Regions from separate parts of the Sus scrofa genome. Here region 1 is linked to region 2. Evidence: chromatin contacts called from public Hi-C data. All regions are on one chromosome and are shown on one strand. The core of a region is the stretch at or near the end of the contact, and the rest is flanking DNA. Distances in the headings are between cores, read along the strand shown. Region 1 overlaps MVB12B (multivesicular body subunit 12B). Region 2 has its middle 16 kb from the start of MVB12B.

The links. A called contact is a pair of places that touch in the nucleus more often than the background predicts.
Region 1: a contact with region 2 is called in a Hi-C map of subcutaneous adipose tissue, with 3 times the contacts expected there. The contact joins two enhancer-like sites. A contact is called at or near these places in 1 of 5 promoter capture datasets (liver), 17 of 47 Hi-C or Micro-C datasets (alveolar macrophages, brain, embryonic fibroblasts and 8 more) and 1 of 2 datasets of contacts at active chromatin or transcription factors (skeletal muscle).

What each region holds. Positions count from the first base shown.
Region 1 is chr1:266,999,546-267,003,909 of Sscrofa11.1, reverse strand. It overlaps MVB12B (multivesicular body subunit 12B), which reads right to left. Exons shown (of 10, transcript XM_021068965.1): 6 at 4,072-4,194. Among named protein-coding and RNA genes, the nearest start is that of MVB12B, 68 kb to the right of the region's middle. Within about 2 kb of position 2,714, at least 14 of the 83 cell types and tissues checked have an H3K27ac peak or open chromatin away from gene starts, as enhancers often do. A contact at or near this core is called in mesenteric adipose tissue and subcutaneous adipose tissue, where this site is marked.
Region 2 is chr1:266,915,112-266,919,713 of Sscrofa11.1, reverse strand. No RefSeq gene overlaps it. Among named protein-coding and RNA genes, the nearest start is that of MVB12B, 16 kb to the left of the region's middle. Within about 2 kb of position 2,698, at least 30 of the 83 cell types and tissues checked have an H3K27ac peak or open chromatin away from gene starts, as enhancers often do. A contact at or near this core is called in mesenteric adipose tissue and subcutaneous adipose tissue, where this site is marked.

The DNA of each region.
Region 1 (4,364 bases), core at 1,465-3,964, 84 kb before region 2:
CCATCCTGAGGACCAGCGTGCGTGAGGAGATGCGCAGAGGAAGAAGCTGCACTGGCGCCCAGAGAGAAAACGGAGGCACCCAGCCCCCAGAAGTGGCATGCCCTCTTCACGTGGACACTGTCAAGATTCCACAAATGAGGCACAGGTGTGTGTGTGTGAGAGAGAAAGAGAGAGAGAGAGAGAGAGAGGGAGAGAGAGAGAGAGAGAGAGAGAGAGAGAGAGAGAGAGAGAGAGAGGGGGAGAGAGAGAGAACCATCCACTGGATGAGGAAGAGGAGCTCTGCCAACCCATCTTATTCTGCCTTTTGCCATGAACTTCAAACACCGTGTCCAATTCACAGGATGTGGCCAAGGGGCCTGCCCATCCTGAAAGGACCACTCTGAATCTGGCCCTGGGACCGGCAGTCTCTGCAACAACAGGGAAGAGAAAGACAGGAAGGGCTCATTCCGAGGGGTGGTGACTGCTCTGGAAAGAGAAGGTGGTTCTCTAGGACGTGAGGTCCTCAGGTGATGACCCACCGTCTCTGAAAAGCTCCACCAACTGCCCCTTTTAGCTGAAAAAAGCTGGGGATGACAGCTCTCAAAAAAAATGGCAGAAATTCTTTGAACCAAAGAAATGGGGGCAGAGCATGTTTTATAGCTTTTGAGACAGAAGCTCAAGCTCAGGAACGCAACAAGGTCTGCTACTGGCCCTCCCTGGCTCTCTTCTGCTCCCCCCAGGGACTGGCTGGGGAACCGGCCTGCCCGTCTTCCCAGCCTCCCCCAACTTTGGTCAGTAGAGGGCGCCGCATCACCACACTCTCACTCCAGCCTTGGCTTTGCAACTTGATCCCCACGTCCACACAAAGACCACAGTTGAAGTATTTCTTATGCTTGTGGTTTAATATTACAGGAGAAAGAAGCAGCAAAACACAAACTTGCTTTTTTATGATGTGATATCACCTATGTAAAAAGCACACAGAAAAATGACTTGAAGGAAATACAGCCAAAGGTTATGAGCCTTCGGAGATGGAATTTGGTGTTTTCATTGTTACTGAAATTGTCGGTTTTCTCCAAGCTTGCTTTCCTCTCACAATCAGAAAAAGCTGAGGAGTCAGGGACTCAGCAGTTGTCTGGGGGCGGGGATGAGGAGGCTGCAGCACAGGGTCTGAGGCTGCTGGAGAAGCATTTGCTGCAAAACAGAATATATGCCTGCATCTGTGCTGAGCTCTGGGAGGTAACACGCACTGGACACAGTCCCTGCCTTCAGGGAGTGTAGGACATGATCGCAAAGTGAAGTTGCAAAGGCTGAGAGCACTCCACAGGGCGGCGGGGGGAGCCTGGCACAGGCACAGGGCGTTCAGGGAGGGCTTCCTGGGAGAGGGGGCATTTGAGCTGACGTCTATGTAGGGGATGTGAGACACACCTGATTCACAGGGGTCCACGTGAGCAAAGGCGCAGAGGCACAACACAGGAAGGGAAGAAGAAGCTACTGGTTCAAAGTTTGGGGATTGGGGACAAGACGGAGAAGACCAGTCCTGAGAGCCAGAGGTGGAGATTCTGTCCTATAGGCCACTGAGACCCCCACAGGCCTCAGCCACAGCTCAACACCAGAGAGAGAGGCCATCAGATCCCTCTGCTGGACGGATTACAGAGATCTACAGCCTCATGGAACAATATACCCATCATTTCACAATGCTTCAACGAAAAAAAATTTTTTTTTTGTCTTTAGTTCCAGGGCTAGGGGTCAGATCAGAGCTGCAACTGCCAACAGAAGATCCGAGCTGCATCTGTCTGTGTCCCACGCCACAGCCTGTGGCAATGCGGGATCTTTAACCCACTGAGTGAGGGCCAGGGATCGAACCCGCATCCTCATGGATCCTAGTTGGGTTCTTCACCCACTGAGCCACAGCGGGAACTCCTTCAATGAAAAACTTGAATAAATAATCAGCATTTCACTTTTTTAAAAATCAAAGACACCGGCCAGGAAAAACAAAAGAACATTAAGAAATGAGGAATTGGTGGGGAATCAGGAGGCTCCTCGAGGTGTGTGGGCCACCTGTAAACTGCCACACGGTGAGAGAGAAGAGCTTGGGACACACAAGTGGTTTTTACTGGGAAGCATTGGTGTGACATTCAATTATCCTCCCGCACCCTGGCTGACTTAACTCAGTCAAATTAGAATACATTTTATATTGACTATTTTGACATTTGTTTTATTTGGCAAGTAAAACAAAACTGATCCAATTTCCTTGCAGCTACTGTAAACCATAAACTGGTACAAGAGGTTATAAAATAAGTAAGCCTTCTGAAGCTCGTTCTGCCGCACTACCTCCAGTTCCACCCGGCGGCCCGGGGCTGGTTCTCAGGTCCCCTGGTGACCACATTCTCACGGTGACCAGCAAGCTTCTGCGGAGAGCACGCTCTCTGCCTTAACTGGGAGAATCAGGGCTCTTTACCTCACAGAAAGTTAAAACCTGCTCGTGCCTATTTCTAGGCCCTTCCAAACCGTATGAAGACAACAGGGAGCAGCTGTAACCTGTCCAGGGCTACGGGCCTGAGCACAGGGGATGGTGACCACGGCGGTGACGGAGCTCTGGGTGGTGGGCAAGGAGCTGGAAAGTGCTGAACGGAGCTGGGGGAGCCTGGTCTTTCTAAACCAAAGGCACTTCACTGCTCAACCCTCATCTCTCCTCACACCAAAGTGAAACCGAAACCTGCCTCTGAAGTTTCAGGCCATGCCAGGGGCAGTTATGCTTAAGTACTGCTCTCTGCCTCTGAAACTGCCACGAGAAAAGCCCAGATTGTCCTTCTGGAGGAGGGTGTCCCCAGGGACAGTCCTCTGAGCTGCCGGCTCCTAACAGCGGCCTTCCTCCGAGGGAGGTGGCAGCCCAGCTGTGGAACAGGGGCAGAGAAGTCGGCCACCCCACCAACTTCTCTGCACTTGGTGGGGGGAGGGGGGGTGGACGGTGGGGCCCCCCATAATGACTTTTGTCCCATTCCTGAGCGATTTTGTTTGTCTGTTTGCCCACGTGGAAGCTTTGACACCCATTCTCATTTATGTTACCTCCACCTCCAAATGGCACCCCCTCACCAATTCAGACTTTTTTTTTTCCATCTTAGGGCGGCACCTGCAGCATATAGACGGTCCAGGCTAGGGGTTGAATCAGAGCTGCGGCTGCCAGCCTACACCACAGCCACAGCACCACCAGATCTGAGCTGCGTCTGCAACCTACACCACAGCTCACAGCAACACTGGATCCTCAACCCACGGAGCGAGGGAGGCCAGGGATCAAACCCACATCCTCATGGATACTAGTCGGATTCACTTCTGCTGCACCACAACGGGAACTCCAATTCTGACTTGTTTTATTTACTTTTGTTAATTCCTTTCTCAAACGAAATCTATCACTGTTCATTCCTTGTTGTCACAGGATGGCTGCTAAGGATGCAGCAGTTTTGGGATCTGGCCACGTTCTTTGCACCGCCTGCTTCTGTGGAAGGTGCTGAGACCACCTCCACCACTGCTGCGGCTGAAATCAGGTAAGATCCTGTGCGGAGACCCGTGTGCTCACCCAAGTTTCTCTGGGGAAACAACTATTAAAAGAACACCCTCTGAAGAACTTCACACTATCCTCTGATGCTCAGACTACTTACTTCTTAGTCTGTAACTCGATGGCAAAGGAAACAATGAGAAAATGAACAAAATTATTCACCACCCCTCCTGGAGTGAAACAAGCTGCAGGCCAAGGCAGAGAAGGAACTCCATCTTTCACGGCCAGGGTTCCCAACCGCGTGGCTCCAGACATGTCTCTGTGGACAGCTAGGAGCTCTTTACAAGAGCGAGCCTGTTTTTAAGCTGCATGTGCTGCTGTCTTAGAAGCCTGCAGAACACAAACAGTAGAAGGCATTCCGTTCGTGTAATGCAAGGATGTCTAACCGGTTCTGTAAAACCGCTCGAAGGCGCCCTGCTTCTGTAGTGTTGCAGCAGATACGAAGTGGGTGTGTTCGACAGACAGTGTCCTGCACTGGAGCCCAAGACCACAGGACTGTCACACACACGACAGCATGGGACGCCACAGCAGGGCCTCACCTGGGAAGGTTGGGGGCTGGGGTGGGAGCAGCCGATGACTGGGACGGCGTTGTGGGCTGAGATGAGTCATGATTTCTTGGTACTCTGCCCATTCGGTACCAGATCCCCATGCTGTTCAGTTCCCTTGAGGAGAAAAGAGAAAGCTTCATGGCACCGTTTAGCATAAAATGACCTGAGCAACACAGCAAAGCAATTCACGTAAGAGAATCAGGGCCTGAAACACGGGTTACATCCCCTCCCTTTGAGCTCTGGGTGTCACAGATCAGAGTGTGACATAAAGGCAACTGTCCCAA
Region 2 (4,602 bases), core at 1,449-3,948:
CTTATTTTAAAGATGAAGAAATAGGTTCAGAGAAATTAAGTGTTTTGCTCAAAGGTACATAGCTAATCATATCAGATACTGAGGGGTTCCCTAGAGGATGGAAACAGACCCCCCCACACACACCCCTGAATGTGGCTGCTCACCTTGGAGACCTGCTGTGGACACCCTTTCCTAGAATGCGGAGGCTCAAATTGGGCAGCAAGAAACAATGGCCTGCAGGAAACAACTGCCTGCATAGATTAACCTCCTACAAGGATTAACTGCCCTCTGTCATGGGACTCGACCCCCTACCCCTCCCTTGACTGTGCCCTCCTTCTTCGTCGTTCCTGCCACGAGTCCCTGCCATGAACTCCATCCAGCCACAGATTCCCACCCTGGATCCTTTATAAGCCTGGCACCTCCTCACAGTCAGGGCTGGAGCCCGTGCCCCTCTGATGCCTTAATAAATCCCTTTGGCTTTACTAACTTGGCCTAGTGTGTTCCTCCCTCGACAAACCTAACAGATACTTCTAGTCGACGTGGTACCTTGGGTGGATACGGGAACTTCCCCCTCCTACTTTGCACACATTAAAATGCTGGACCAAACAGAACCCCCAAAATGTAAATGCATAGCAAAATTCAAAGCCGAGAAAGACGAAGCCCCAAGAATAAAGAGGGGATTCAGAATCAGGTCGTGACCATGATCTGAGGTTGAGGGGCTTCCTGGGGAAGCAGGGGGCGTTGGGAGCCTTGGGCCCTATGAACACAATGGGCTGGAACGGAGCAATGTCCACAGAGCCAGGAGCCACAGGGAAGGATTTGTTAAGTGAGAGAGACACCAGGACAACTTGGCCCAGGGCTCTCTGCCACCATGTGTCTGATGAGTAGCCAGAGGCCCCGAGACCTTTAGCTGAGCTGGATCATCCAAGTGATGTGACTAAGTCAGGCCTGGGGCAGGGGTTCAACTTGGCCACCAGATCCCTCTCCTGTGTACTGACCATCAGGCACTGTCAATTTATTTAAACAACCGACTTAAATTAACCATTTCTAGACACCTCTCAAGTTGTCCACTTCCTAAGCATCCACTCGAACAGTCTGTGAGAACTGAGAAAAGATAAAGCAGATAAAAAGAAACCTTGAGAAGTAAACAAAGCACTTGTAAATCAGGAAGGGATGAAAGTCTGAATTGCAAGGGCCATTACGTGCTGGAGTTGGAGAACATTCCTTATCAAAACATGGAGATTGGAGCCAAAGCCAAGGTCAGAAGGGAACTTTGACCCTCAAAGAAATCTGTGGTGGAAGAATCAGGCCACAACTAAAGCTGTGTAACACCAGGGAAGATGACAGCACAAACATGGGAAATGGGAAGGAAAAAAGGAGCTAGTCACAAAGACATTTTTAGATTATGATGCGTCCAAGAGGATGCGGGCATGGAAATTAGGAAATGCCACAGCCATAAACAAAGACAGAAACTCTACCTATCAAAACCCACGGGGAAAAATTTCTGTCCACTCGTCTCTGAAAAAGCCAAAAGACTTGCCATCCACCTGAGCCCGGGGTGGAAAAGGAAACGGGAGTCCAGGGCCACAAAATGCACCCGTACAAAGCCTGGAGTCATGGAGACTTATCCCAGAAAATTAATAAGCAAGCTTACTGGGACCCAGAGAAAAACCTTGGCATCCCCAGTGGAGGCAAGCTTCAAACTGCTCTATAGATACAACCCAGGGCACGTGGGACCCCCAGGCCCTAAGGGAAAACAAGCTTGGTGTGAGTTTACAGACCACGACTACGAAGCACGCGAGGAAACAAGCCACCAAGAGAAAGACCCAGTGGATGCATCTCAGGTGACACTTGGACCTCAAGACCTGGAAATGAAAAAACACCTTGAGAGCACCGTGCTCAGGCCTGCTCAGTGAAATAAAGCGAGGCGTGAAAGCCTAAGCCAGAACCGGAGAGTCAGGAAACTGAACTGGCTGGTGTGTGGTAGGGAGAGCTGAGAGCCCAGCCCGGGTCCACAGCTGAGTGCAAACAAGGCGGGCGCTCAGGGCCTCTGTGATGGGCGGAGGGAGAGGAACAAAACAATTTCTGGCCTGAGCATCTCCTTCCTGTTTATTTCCCAAGAAAAAGTCCACTGCCTGAGTTAGAAACACCAGCGTCCACTGTCTCTTGACTGCGACCGATTTTTCAAAAAGAATAGATCAAAGTGCTTATTAACCACATTTACTGCAGGACTGATGGGAGAAAATAAGGGTTGGCTACTGCCCTGCGGGTACTAACTAGTGCCTGGATACAGACTCTACCTCAAAGCACAAGGACTGTTTTGTCACTTCTTTCCTCCCCCACTCCCTCCTTTCTTTCTCTCTCTCTCATGCATGCATGCATTCATTCTTGTTTCTTGGCCAAACACCCCCCAGGAATCCTGAGAGCAATCAGACCTCAGTTCAAATCCTGGTTGCTAAAGTCATGACCAAGGCCCTGTGTCTCAGCTGCCTCGGCTCTTAGATGGAGATAATTATCACTCGCTCCAGGAGCCGAGAACACAGCACAGCCCGAGGGGGCTCTGGATGTGAGGGTCTCGCCCACCCCACTGCTCCAGGGCTCGGGGTGCAGATCTGTCTCAGCTGGAGAGAAAGTGCCCCCACCCCCGTGGGGGTGGGGGTGTTGGTGCCGGACCCTGCAGAGACAAAGCCGCCTTCTGGATGACTCCACCTCCCAGACAGGCTGCTTCCTCCTCTCCCTGCCCCCACCACGGATTCCACTCAGTCCCATTGTTTTGCTTCTGTATCTGGTTTTGTGACAGTTTTAAAGACACCAACATGCCACAGAATTCACACCGGAGCCAGCCCAGCCTCAGCTGCGGCCCCTCACCGTCATCGCCAACATATGTTTAACCCGCTGTTCTTCTGCTTTTGTAAACACACGGTCTGCTTTCAAATCTCGAATTAACGTGATCCTTCCCCTCGCCTCCAAAACCCGGCCTGCCAGTCACACACTCGGTCAGATTTCAGATTCACAGACACACACAGGACAGGACTCATGGGCTCAGAGACCCGGAGGTGAGCAGATCCCGTTCCCCAGCCCACCCCCGCTGCCCCGACTCCCAGACAGAGGACTTCCTGGGTTACAAACTGACTCACGGATACACAACACAGTTGGGTGGATGCTGAACGCTGTCGGAGCCCCAAGAGCTCCAGCCTCACGGACTCAGAGGACAGTCTCTGAAGGTCAGACACTCAGACAGACACACTGACACAGAAACACAGGCGCGCAATCATGCAACTGGAGGGACCCGCAGACCAGCCATGCATCCCCAGACATTATTATGGGCCAAGCTATCCTCCCTATATTTACATGTTGAAATCCTAAGCACCCCCCCGCCCCCTGGCCAAAGGTGAGTGTATTTGGACACCCAGTTTTAAAGGGGTGACTCAGGTCAAATGAAGCCACTGGCTGAGCCCACATCCAACATGACTGGTGTCCTTATAAGAGGAGGAGATGGTGACCACAGATGGGCACAGGAGGAAGACCACGTGGTGACCCGGGGAGAAGGTGGCACCTGCAAGCCAGGGCGAGTGGCCTCATAAGGACCCGAGCTGCCGCACCTTGACCTCACTGAGCCTCCAGGCTGTGAGGAAGTAAATTTCTGCTGTTTAAGCTTCCTGATCTGTGGTGACAGCCCTGGAAAATTAACACAGACATGGAGACTAAGTGACTTCCAACATCGCCCCCAAACACACCCCCAGGCCTGCGGCTGCGTCCTTCAGAGCCTCGCACAGAGCCCAGGGTTGGCCCATCCCACATGCACAGAGCCTGCTGGTGAGCCCCCTTCCCGACAGCCCCACTCTCGGCACAGGTCCCATCTTTCAGCATCACCAAGATCCAAGAGGAGAGGGTACCCAGGGACTTCCTCCTGGGACAGCAAAACTGTGAAAAAACCATAAAGATGATAGCTTAACACATCAACCGCCAACTGCACGTTCCCAGGGCTGTTCCAAACACGTTGCAGATGTTAACTCAACTTTTCGACAGTTCTTTGAGGTAGGAACTATCATCAAAATCCTCATTCAAGGAGCTCCCACGGTGGCACAATGGGATTGGCAGCATCTTGGGAGCACTGAGACACAGGTTCAATCCCCAGTCTGGCACAGCAGGTTAAGGATCCAGTGTTGCCACAGCTGTGGCTTAGGTCACAACGGCCGCTTGGATCTGCTGGCCTGGGAGCTCCATATGCCACAGAGCGGCCAAAAATGAAAGAAACAAAAAACTTGCCACTTGAGAGATGGCAAAACTGGTGCACAGAGACATCAATTAACTTGCCCGAGATGACACAGCCAGCAAAAACACCAGAGCTGGGGCTTGAATTGGAGCAGACTGGCTCAAGTCTAGCTGTGGACCATGGGGCAACCTGCCACCACAATCAGAGACAGGGCCAAATTACAGAAGAGCTCAAATGCCTGGTCAAGAAGCAAATGGGCCAACATGCTGCCCCCAGAGTACAGACTTTCCCTGGGTCTCGAGGCCTCACAAAAACCCTGCATTCAGGACTGGCACCACAATTTGCGTGGCCCAGTGCAAAATGAAAACTCGGGCTCCTGGTTCAAAAAGCAGCAGAAGAGAGTAACA